2 separate regions of the Capsicum annuum genome follow, and region 2 is linked to region 1. The links are chromatin contacts, called in public Hi-C maps. All regions are on one chromosome and are shown on one strand. Each heading gives the region's core, a stretch centred on a gene start, on an enhancer-like site or on the middle of the called end of the contact. The rest is flanking DNA. Distances are from core to core; before and after follow the strand shown. Region 1 overlaps FUL2 (agamous-like MADS-box protein AGL8 homolog). Region 2 holds the start of LOC107845303 (MADS-box protein CMB1-like).

What was found. Hi-C and Micro-C count contacts between places; a contact is called where the count stands out from the background.
Region 2: a Hi-C map of placenta shows a contact between it and region 1, with 1.7 times the contacts expected there. The contact joins the promoter of LOC107845303 here to the enhancer-like site in region 1. A contact is called at or near these places in 2 of 5 Hi-C or Micro-C datasets (leaf and placenta).

Annotation. Positions count from the first base shown.
Region 1 is chr3:251,880,348-251,885,492 of UCD10Xv1.1, forward strand. FUL2 (agamous-like MADS-box protein AGL8 homolog) reads right to left here. Exons shown (of 8, transcript NM_001324623.1): 8 at 4,491-4,759. The coding sequence ends at 4,648. Among protein-coding and RNA genes, the nearest start is that of LOC107844796, 3.5 kb to the left of the region's middle. Within about 2 kb of position 2,989, at least 4 of the 5 cell types and tissues checked have an H3K27ac peak or open chromatin away from gene starts, as enhancers often do. A contact at or near this core is called in leaf, where this site is marked.
Region 2 is chr3:251,917,110-251,922,480 of UCD10Xv1.1, forward strand. LOC107845303 (MADS-box protein CMB1-like) reads right to left here and starts at 2,647. Exons shown (of 8, transcript NM_001324621.1): 1 at 2,407-2,647; 2 at 897-975. The coding sequence starts at 2,591.

The sequences.
Region 1 (5,145 bases), core at 1,739-4,238:
AAATTGAAATTATAAACCGTTGTAATATTCGTGTGATACGGTGAATAACTTCTTCATATTTGATTTGTAATGCAAGTTTATTGGTTTTCCAAATTATTACTAATTTAAAAGGTATTCGAAATTTTGACGAATCTTTTTGTAACGTTAGATGTTGGAATAAAGATTCTATTTTTTAATCATCTGGCAACGGCGTGAGGGGCTGTTTGCTTAGCCTTAAGAGAAAAACGTGGGCAGGATTTTGTGGTTGGAATCACAAGATTACAATTAATTGTTTTTTCTCTATTTTATATCTGGTACAAATCTGTGGATGATGATTTAGGAACATATATAATTAAACATTTTCTGTTCAATTTCCTTCCTTCCATAATTAAAAGAAACAATTTTAATATCAAATGCATTGCCAAATACTGCAATCACTAAATAAAAAAGAGATTAGATTGAAATTAGATACGACGTTTGTCACGAATAAAGTTGTTATCATGTGATTCGGAAGTCACATTCAAGTTGTAGAAATAATTTTTTGCAGAAATACAAGGTACCACTGCATACAAGGTACCCTTGTGATTTGACCCTTATCTGAATTCTGAGCATAATGTATTGGATTGTCCAACAAATCTCGTCTCTAATCCATCGATAAATTACTCATAACTAACATAATTCATTGATAATTCTTCGTTAATCTATCATCAAATAAAATTAATGGGAAATTTTGTTGTTTAGCTATAAAATTTATGGTCGTTAATTGTACTTTTAGTAGTGTATGGATGGAAATTTGGTAGAGCCCCACGTATAATCAGTCTGTTGGATTTATAAACCAAAAAAAAAAAAAAGGAGGAAGAGGAAAGTCAACTTTATTTGCAAGCTGTAGTATATTAAATAGTGTTCATTCTATTTTCCAAGAAATTGTAGTCTTAGTTCCAATAATGTCAACCTTTAAATCTCTAGTCTGTCCGACCACATAAGCCTACATTGATTGTATTTTTTGTTTGGATTAGGAAATTTGGTTCTTGCAATTTGGCAAAATTCCATCATCTAATGTTTCAATCAGGACTTGCATGCATTTCTCACTGTCTTGTTTGTGTCCAATACCTAAATGCCCCAACTCCCAACCACCCACCCAACCACCTTTTAGAAAATTATAAAATTAGATTCTCAATTTGGTTGGGTAATGTTATGATATGATATTCAAAGTTGAGATGCAATATAATGAAAGAGAATAGCTTGTGGGTAGGGGTTTACAGACCAAATCGTTAAGTCAAATCAAACCGACAAACCAAATTAAATCGAGAAAAAAAATCGACTTATGGTTTAGTTTGATTGGTTTGGAGTTAGAAAAAAAAATTGACCATTCTTGGATTGGTTTGGTTTTAACAAAAAAAAGTTAAACCGAACCCGAATCAAATCGACATAATATATATATATATATATATATATATATATTCAAACTTTTTTTATACATAAAATATTAATTATAATCTACTTTTTAAATACTTTTTCAACTAGTTTTAGTAATTTTCAATAATTTGAAAGTAGAAGTAGATATGTATTTAGATTTGGGTTTTTAAGTTGTACTATTTGTTCATTAATTGCTAATTAAATAATCAAAAATTTAATATAAACTTAAAACCTAAACTTTTCACTCTTCATCTCACTTTTTAGTTTCAAGAGAGTTTTCCGCTTCTATTTTTTTCATAATTATGGGTTTTCATTAGCACGTGAGTGAAAACATATTTGATCTAGTTTTCGATCACAATATAATTGTAAAAACTAAAGATTATAAAAAAAAAAAAAACGAAAAACCCGAAAAAACCGACTAAACCTAAACCGAAAAAATCAATTTTATATCGGTTTGATTTGATTTATAGTTTTAATAAACCGAATGATTGGTTTAATTTATTTATTTTTTAATAAAATCGAACCAACCTGACCTATGTACACCCCTACTTGTGGGAATACTATTGTATATGCAAATGACTGCACATAATATGCCCTATATTAAAAAATTTTGATGTCATATTTTAAGGAGATTTACATGTATATATTTTTTTTTTTTGAATAACTCGATGAAGCAAACAGTTATTTACATTGATGATAGAGTAAGAATGTCTTTGTCCCATCGAAGATGTGATGATCAATTGTTGGTCACAAAAATTCCATTTTCATAGGTAATTAAGTCAATATTTCATAGGAGGAAAAAAGGGGGAGATCCAAGAAGTCTTAAGTGGATTAATTTGGACTGGCCACGGACCATTTTGGACAAAATACTATGTAGGAGTCAATTTCATTATGATAAAATCCTTAATGGATTAGTCAATATTACGAATGGTAAATATTCTGGAAGCATGAAAAATTTCTTGCGCCCTTCATGGCTAAATTGAGAATATATTCCTCCCATCACTGAGCCTAGAATTTAAAAAAAAATAAAAATTAAAACACTATTTAGAACCAATCTTAAATTATTAGAGTCACAACTAGCAATTCTATATCTACCGATAGATAAAATGATCCAATTTTTTTTATTCTATCATAATGAAAGGGCTATATAACAGAAAGCATGCCTTCTATATTTTGTTAATTATCATGTGAAGAAGAAAGTATCTATGTACATGCCCTCCTCTTCGATAATAAATAACATTCTTAATTTTTAAACTCATGTTTGATGTTCCTCATTGATATATTATATGGTGCCCCAAAAAAGAAAAAAGAAAAAAAGTTCGTCCACCGCCTGTCCAACATCTGTGGTCTTTTTGAGGAATTAATTAAAGCCTTTTTTAAATCTATGCTAACTATCGACGTGCACGCACACATTATAGACATGAATCTGCTAAATTAGTATTTTTATTACTTCACTGTTTGATGCCACGTAACTAAATATATTTAAAATTAAAGTACAGAAGCATTCTGACAGGAAATGTACCTCTCATGAAGGCAACGAAATTTAATAACCAGTACTATACATATAAGAACCTAATTCACATATTACTATTTAAATAAAACAATGAAAGCCACATTCGAGTCACTATAACGATAGAAAGTAATGGACTTGGCTCCTCTCCAGTGCTAAATCTCTTCAGTTTATTCATTACATCCTTAAAATCATGACAAGTGTCCCCATATTAATCTAAGGATTCAAATTTATTTAATTAACTAAAAGGGATTAACTACAGTAAACATTTCTCTTCTCACCTTTAAAAAATCTTCCTTTTCTCCCAAATCACAAATCTTTCCAGAATATTCATCAACTTCGCAGTCATTTGCTACAGTGAAAAAAAATCATCTCTAATTTTCTTCCATTTCTCGGCATTCCCCCATTACTGTTTTTTTCATTCTTTACATGTTAAAAAATGCCTTTAGATTCTTTTCTTCTTCATCATATTTAATTTTGCCATTTTCACACATTCCTTATCTTTGGCTCAGTTGTATCTCGAAACAAATATAGAAGATTATATAGATCTTGGAAAATCCAACTTAACATGGATGAAAGTGAGGTACGAAGGAGGTATTTCAAGAAAAATCAAATTTGGGAGAAATCAGGACTCATTATCCGAGTCGTTCCATAAGAGTGACGAAAAAAACTATCATAAAATACCACTCCACATATAAATTGAAACTAAAGTTCCTGAGAAGAGAAGGTAAAAGCATCAATTGGGTAATACATTCTGGGAAATATCAATTAAAAATTGTGAGAGAAATAGTAAAGACATCAATTGAAAAATTATCAATTACTATAGGTAAAATATTTTGAAGACCCAATTGTAAATATCACAAACAAAGCCCAGTATCTATAGTTGCAAATGAATTTGGAGAAACTTATACTGGTAATGATGAGATTGATTTTTGTTGAGTTTTAAATAAGTGAAAAAATAGAGATGTTTACTTCAATCTAATGGCAGAGAAGAAAAGAAATCATCATTTGGAGTGAGAGAAATATTTACCATGATTAAATTTCTTTAGTTAATCCAACAAATTTGAACCTTCGGATTAAGATGAGGACACTTGTTATAATTTTGAAAGGGTAATGGACGGAGGAGAGCCGTGCCCGAAATTAATAAACAATCAGGCTGGGTGCAGGAAGTTTGCGGGACTGAGAGAAGGGCCAGACGGGTCATTTGGTTGGAAAAGAGATATTCCAAAATTAATTAATTTTGGAATTAGTTATTTCAGAATTAGTTATTTCCTTCCATCACTATAGTATAAATGGTGTAATAAATAATGTTGGTACTAACTAATACCTCACACCAAATATTAGATAATAGTCTTTCATTTTATGACGAGACTATTTATCCCTTATACCTCACACCAAACTACAAGTCTATTATATACAAGCTTACCCTATATTTCTGTAAGTTGTTTTTGAATCATGCGATCAACTTTACTAGCTATGTCAAGGCTCTTCTTTAGGAAATAAATACTAAAGTACTACTAGTAGTTGTTAAAAAAGAGACATTACAAGTCATGAGGATGCATGATATAGTAGTGAAATTATATTTGTTAACAGCGACACAGCAGCCATATGTATACGCAATTAATTAGATATGAAAGTTGTGTTTTGTCTAATACGTAACATACATATACATATTCTATCTAATTAGTAGATAACAAAACATAGCATATTAGTATTGTCCCCTTGCTTATACTTGATAAGTTTTATCCGTTGAGATGGCGAAGCATCCATGGCGGCATCACAGCAGCGTTTTGTTGTTGCTGCCGCGATGATCCTTCAACTTCTCCATTGTCTCCTGCAGTTGGATATACTTCCCTGCAATTTTTACGCGTCCAATCAAATGCCTAATCAGTCATCTCTCCAACAGAAGACTTTTATGCTACATGAATTATCTTTAGTTCATGAATATAATCTTGTTTTGTACATGAACATATATATATTAGTGGGGGCATGATTGGTATGTGGCTACAAAAAGATTTTGTTCAGTCGCACTAAAGAATCATTTGTGCACCTTATATATACGATTCAATGTACCTACCAGACCTTTTTGAATGAAGGTGTTGATCAAAATATATATACCTCATATTTAGAATATACACGCAGTACAGGCACACACATATACATATGTATATATACTTGAGGTTACCTGGGCATCTAGGTCTACCTCTCTGAGGATAAAATGAAAGTATAACGGAGAGCAC
Region 2 (5,371 bases), core at 1,397-3,896, 36 kb after region 1:
GCACGGACGTTGGCTCGAAATTAAGGGATGATATTCAATTGTACGTATATAAAGGGCTTGTTGGGTCGGATGTATAAAAATAGTACAAAATAAGATATATTAGTATGCTGATATGTATTAGTAATGTAAGTTTTAGTTATGCTAAAATTATTTCTTGTACATTATTTGATCTGGTGTATCAAAAATAACATGCATCGCAGTTTCTAAATACTCCATATGTCTAGGGAAATGTGTTTCACAAATATGGTGGAAAATGTGAAAAAGACTAGTGGTGACATCAAGAACAAGACATCTTCAATAACCAACAAGAGTTGTAGTGTGGTAAAAAGGATTTATTTGTCTTAATTAAACATCTTGAGTTCATAGAATCCTCTCGGCTTAATTGAATTCTTTTGGATTCATTGTATCCACTCTCCTTAATAAAAGATCTTGAATTTATGTCGTTGGTCTGGAAAAAAATTAGTGAAAATAACTTCAATTTATATTCATGTTTAAGAACAATTCTAATTTCTAAATGCCATTTCAACTAATCAAATACTACTATTTTTTTATAAATTTCAAAAAAAGTATGCCACTGACTGACAAAATAATATTATCAAGGCTTAGATGAATAGACAAAAAAGTACATAAATACTTAATTACTCATCCATTTTAATTTGTTTGTCTAGTTTAATTAAGAACGAAGTTTAAGAAAATAAAAAAGTCTTTACAACCTTGTGGAACTGTGGTCTTAAACTAAAGATGCGTAGAATGTATATGCAAAACATCCATTAGTCTTGGTGCTTCTAGCATGTTATATTGAATGTTATACTTAAAGAGCTGCCAAAAAAGAAAATGTATCATCTTAAAACGGTTCAAAAAGAAGTAAAATAAACAAATTGAAATGCAAGGAGAACCTGAGTATCAGTAGCTGATTGGTTAGCTTCCAAAGTAGCATAGCTGCAACGCTGATACTTTTCAATTGTTTTCACCATGCTGCAACAATAAAATGAAACATTTAGTTATTTCATGTGACTCTATAACAATTTTTTTAAGAACATTTTGCAGTGCAAGGCTGATGCACCAAAAGTTGTCATTATTATGAAGGTACGATCCACTTGGAAAAAATTGATTTTGAGGCTAGATAATGAAGGCACATAAGGGTCTGGATTAACTCATGTTATTTAGATTAATTATTGCCGTACAAAATATAATTAAACATATCTAAGTGAAAATGTATATTTGTTTATTAAAGTACATTTAACATACCATACTCTAGCCAAAAATCTAGTGGAAACAAATCTCCCTAACATTACAAAGCTAGTAGGAGCAAGATTGCATATACAACATCACACCGTCTGTTGACTCACTTATGAAATTATACTAAATATATTGTTATGTTGTGGTCGGTACCATCAGTAAAGTACGAATATATATGGACTCCGGGTCACAAATTTTTGCCATGATCTGGTGGATATACTCCATCGAATTGTAAATAAATAAGTACTAAGTACATTTTTAGATTAGTAAACACTAGTATTAAATTATGATTACAAAAAGATAGATTGGAAACCAACATAAGCAGCCTTTGCTCATCCGCCTTGGGAATCAAAGGAAAAAAGTAGCAGTATTTTTGCCACTGTCAAATATGACACCTGGTCTGCAAATCAAATCTTAACAGTAAAAAATTGTAAATAGTAAAATTGGTAATTAGGTTTCCATAATTTTGGCAGTAAAATCCTTTGCAAGCTATTTCACTGCTCGAAATTTTGAGTTGATTTCTCAGATAGTCACTTAACTGATACTCGCTATCTCAAAAAATTTATTTTCCAGAAGAAAAAAAATTGAAATTGAGAAAGAATGTGGTACTTTCTGAAATAACACTTAGTAATTCAGTAATCATCTTAGAAATCAACCTTAAATAGTCTCATTCAAAAGATAAACGAATTTAATGTTATAGAGCTCATAAAAAGTCTACCTACAGATCAAAAAACAACAATAGATATGGTGAAGAAATTTTAGAAAAAATCAAGAACTGTCTGTTCTTAGCAAATTATACATTCTTTTTTTGAAAAAAAAAAAAAACATCAGTCTTTTCATATACAAAAGTTCGAAAAACAAACATAAATAAGTAGATCTTCCAAAATCAAGAGTAGAATATATAAAGAAAGAAAGAGGGAGAATTGATCATATATGTGTATAGTAAAAAAACAGTACGTACATATTAAGACAACTCAGATCTTGCATTAAAATTGAAGTGAGAGAGAAATCACACAAGTTTGATAACCAAATTTAATGAAAGTAAGAATAAAATGAGAGTACTTAGTAGATAATTAAGGGTTTTTGGTAAAGAAGGACCTAGGTAAAAAAAACCATTAAAATTGTAAACACATACATAGTATAATTATATTAAATAAAATAAATTACCTTGAAGTGCTGCAGAATTCATAGAGTTTACCACGATTTGAGAAAATGATAAGAGCAACTTCAGCATCACAAAGAACAGAAAGTTCATAAGCTTTCTTAAGAAGTCCATTTCTTCTCTTAGCAAAAGTGACTTGTCTGTTTATTTTGTTTTCTATTCTCTTCAACTCAACTCTTCCTCTTCCCATTATTGTCTATGTTTGTTCAATTTTTGCAGAGAGGATGGATATATAAAAAGGGGTTATTCTTCTAACACTTGGAGAGGATGCAAGTTGAACTACTTTTGGATAATAGTTACAAGAGGGTACAAATTAAATGAAATGAAAGAAAGAGAGTGAGTTGAAAATATGGAAACCCTGGGGCTTCCTCTATTGGTACCTTTCCATTTACACCCCCCTTACCCACAGCCCTACTCCCACTAAAAACCAAAAAGTTAATTTTAAAAAAAAAAAACAAGTTGCATTATGTAATTGTTCAGAAAAATTATTTGCACACTTCAATTTTACGGGCGACTTAATAAAATGTATACGTGTAATTTTACATACCGTGAAAAGCAAACGAAAAGGTTAAAAATTGATTAAAATGTATACGTGTTATTGATTAATTGGATGCTATCAACTAATTAACTAATGGTATGTTTAGACCTATACGTATATTATAAGAGCATATTTGATCCAATATAGTTCCTAATTAAAATTATGCAATTTTATCTATCTTGTTGTAATATTTGCTTGCAACCTTACTTCAAAAACTTTTGTTTTGAGTTGAGGGTCATTCGGAAATAATATGGGTAAGATTTAATTTGACTGTGTTCTTCCCTCTCCAGACTCCACTTGTGAGATTATAATTATGAAGTTTCTTGTAAACATTTTTTCTGTAAATAGAACATGTTTAAGTATGTATACAATAACCATAATGTCATGAAACAAGAAAATTCATTACACTGATTCAAACCACAAACATCCTTATATTCTAACCACTTAATGTCATAACATTTCATCGACCTGCAAAATTAGGGATTAACAGAAGGATGGGTGGTTAAGCAACTTATTTTTGTCCCTACTTTGTTCGAAAAACAAGCATAAAAAACAAAACTTATATTTAAATGACATTCTTCTTAACTAAAATCTGCCGGACAAATACTTTATATGTGTAATCATCCTTAATTTAAAAAACAAACTTTTTACACATTCAGAATTGATGGAATCCAATGACATTAGGAGACTGATTTTGATTTGAAGTAATTTGTGGGTTTAGTTATGTTATTTTGATGCAACGTAACTCTATTTGTAATTTGATGAGTTTTATGACATTTGGTGATTAGATAGAATAAATATATACTCTATGGTTTGAAGAAATGTGATGAATTTTCTTACTTTCTGACGTCATGGTTGTTGCATTTTTATCGAGAATTTCTATATTAAAATGCTTAAATATGACTTAGAACTTGCTTTATGTGATAACTTAAATTGGTGAGAAATTCCTCACAATTCGATCAAGTTGCTTTATAAATACAGTAATACACTTTTACACATTATTTAATTATTGTAGTTAGAAATTAAATTGGACCAAATATGCCTCAATACTATGTGTAGAGGTTCAAATATGTTCTTAGTTAGTTATCTGTGAATTAAAGGCATTTTTTGCTCAATGAAATAAACGATAGGGGCATAATTAGGTGAAGACTTACACGCATTCGGCGTATACATCAAACTATTATTTTTTTGTCATGATTAAGTAATTAAATTAAGTAAAATACATGTTAATTAATCATGGTTAAGTAATATAAATTCTAAATTCAAACACATAACATGCATTTATTGGATTGATGTATACACCACATCGAGTTCGTTTAAGTTTTAACCAATTAATTAAGCCAAATCTTTAACTAAGACTAATATGGTGAATTTCGCATATTTTAAAGACATTTTTTTGGTCTTTCTCCCTTTTTTTCTTTCTTTCTTTATTGTTTTATTTCTTTTTCCTCTTCTTCTTTTTCTTTGTGCTCTTCCCTATCGTTTCTCTTTTCCTTCTTTCTACCTTTCATTTCTCTTCTTAATTCTCATAGATCTTCTCATTCTTTTTTATATTTTCTCCTCTTCTTCTCTATATCCTTTGTGATCCCAAATCACATGCCCCCTCTAAGATCCGTAATATATTTTAATACCCAACTGATTAATTTTCTAAAATTTATCTTTGAATAAAGAAAATTTGGTATACATATCGTCTAAGCTAAAATTGGTTGTAGTATTTTAAAGATGTTGAAATTAATTTCACTTCAAATGAAAATTGAGAAATATTAGATCATCTGTTAAAACAGGTGTATAAATGACTTTCTTGAATAACGCATGATCTTTTTGCTATTCTAAAACCAACCAAGTCATCAGCATCCTATGAATCACACCTAAAAAATGTACATTAGCGTCAATTCGTCCTTCATGCCCTTAAATGTGTATAACACTCACTCTATTTAGGTATATAATATACTTTTATTCTTTAAAATAATACTATACAATATGATAGTGTTAAATGAAAGTTTATCCCATCAATGCATATTGCTTCATTTGTTTTTGGTATGTGAATGCAGTACAAGTATAGGCATTTGAGTGGTGGTGGGGGAGGGGGTGCACCCTACTTAGTTACTAGTACTAGATTTAACTCTTAGTTATAGCAGAGGGGTAGCTAGTGCAGACTGTATTGTACTGGTCGATTTTTGTTATTTTTATTTTTATTATTTTCAAAAAAAGTACTTTACAGATATTTAGCTTTTTGTGTAGATAGACTAATGTTTCACAGGCCATAGCATCGTAATACCTATTGGACATGAACAACAACCTTAAAAGAGTTACCTTTTTCTGTCCTACGTGTTGAAGCTTCATTGGTTCTTTCTCCCTAGCTACTATTTCCATTTCCCAACCTGTTATACTGAGTCATGCAAGTATTAGTAATATCTAGTCACAGTGGCAGA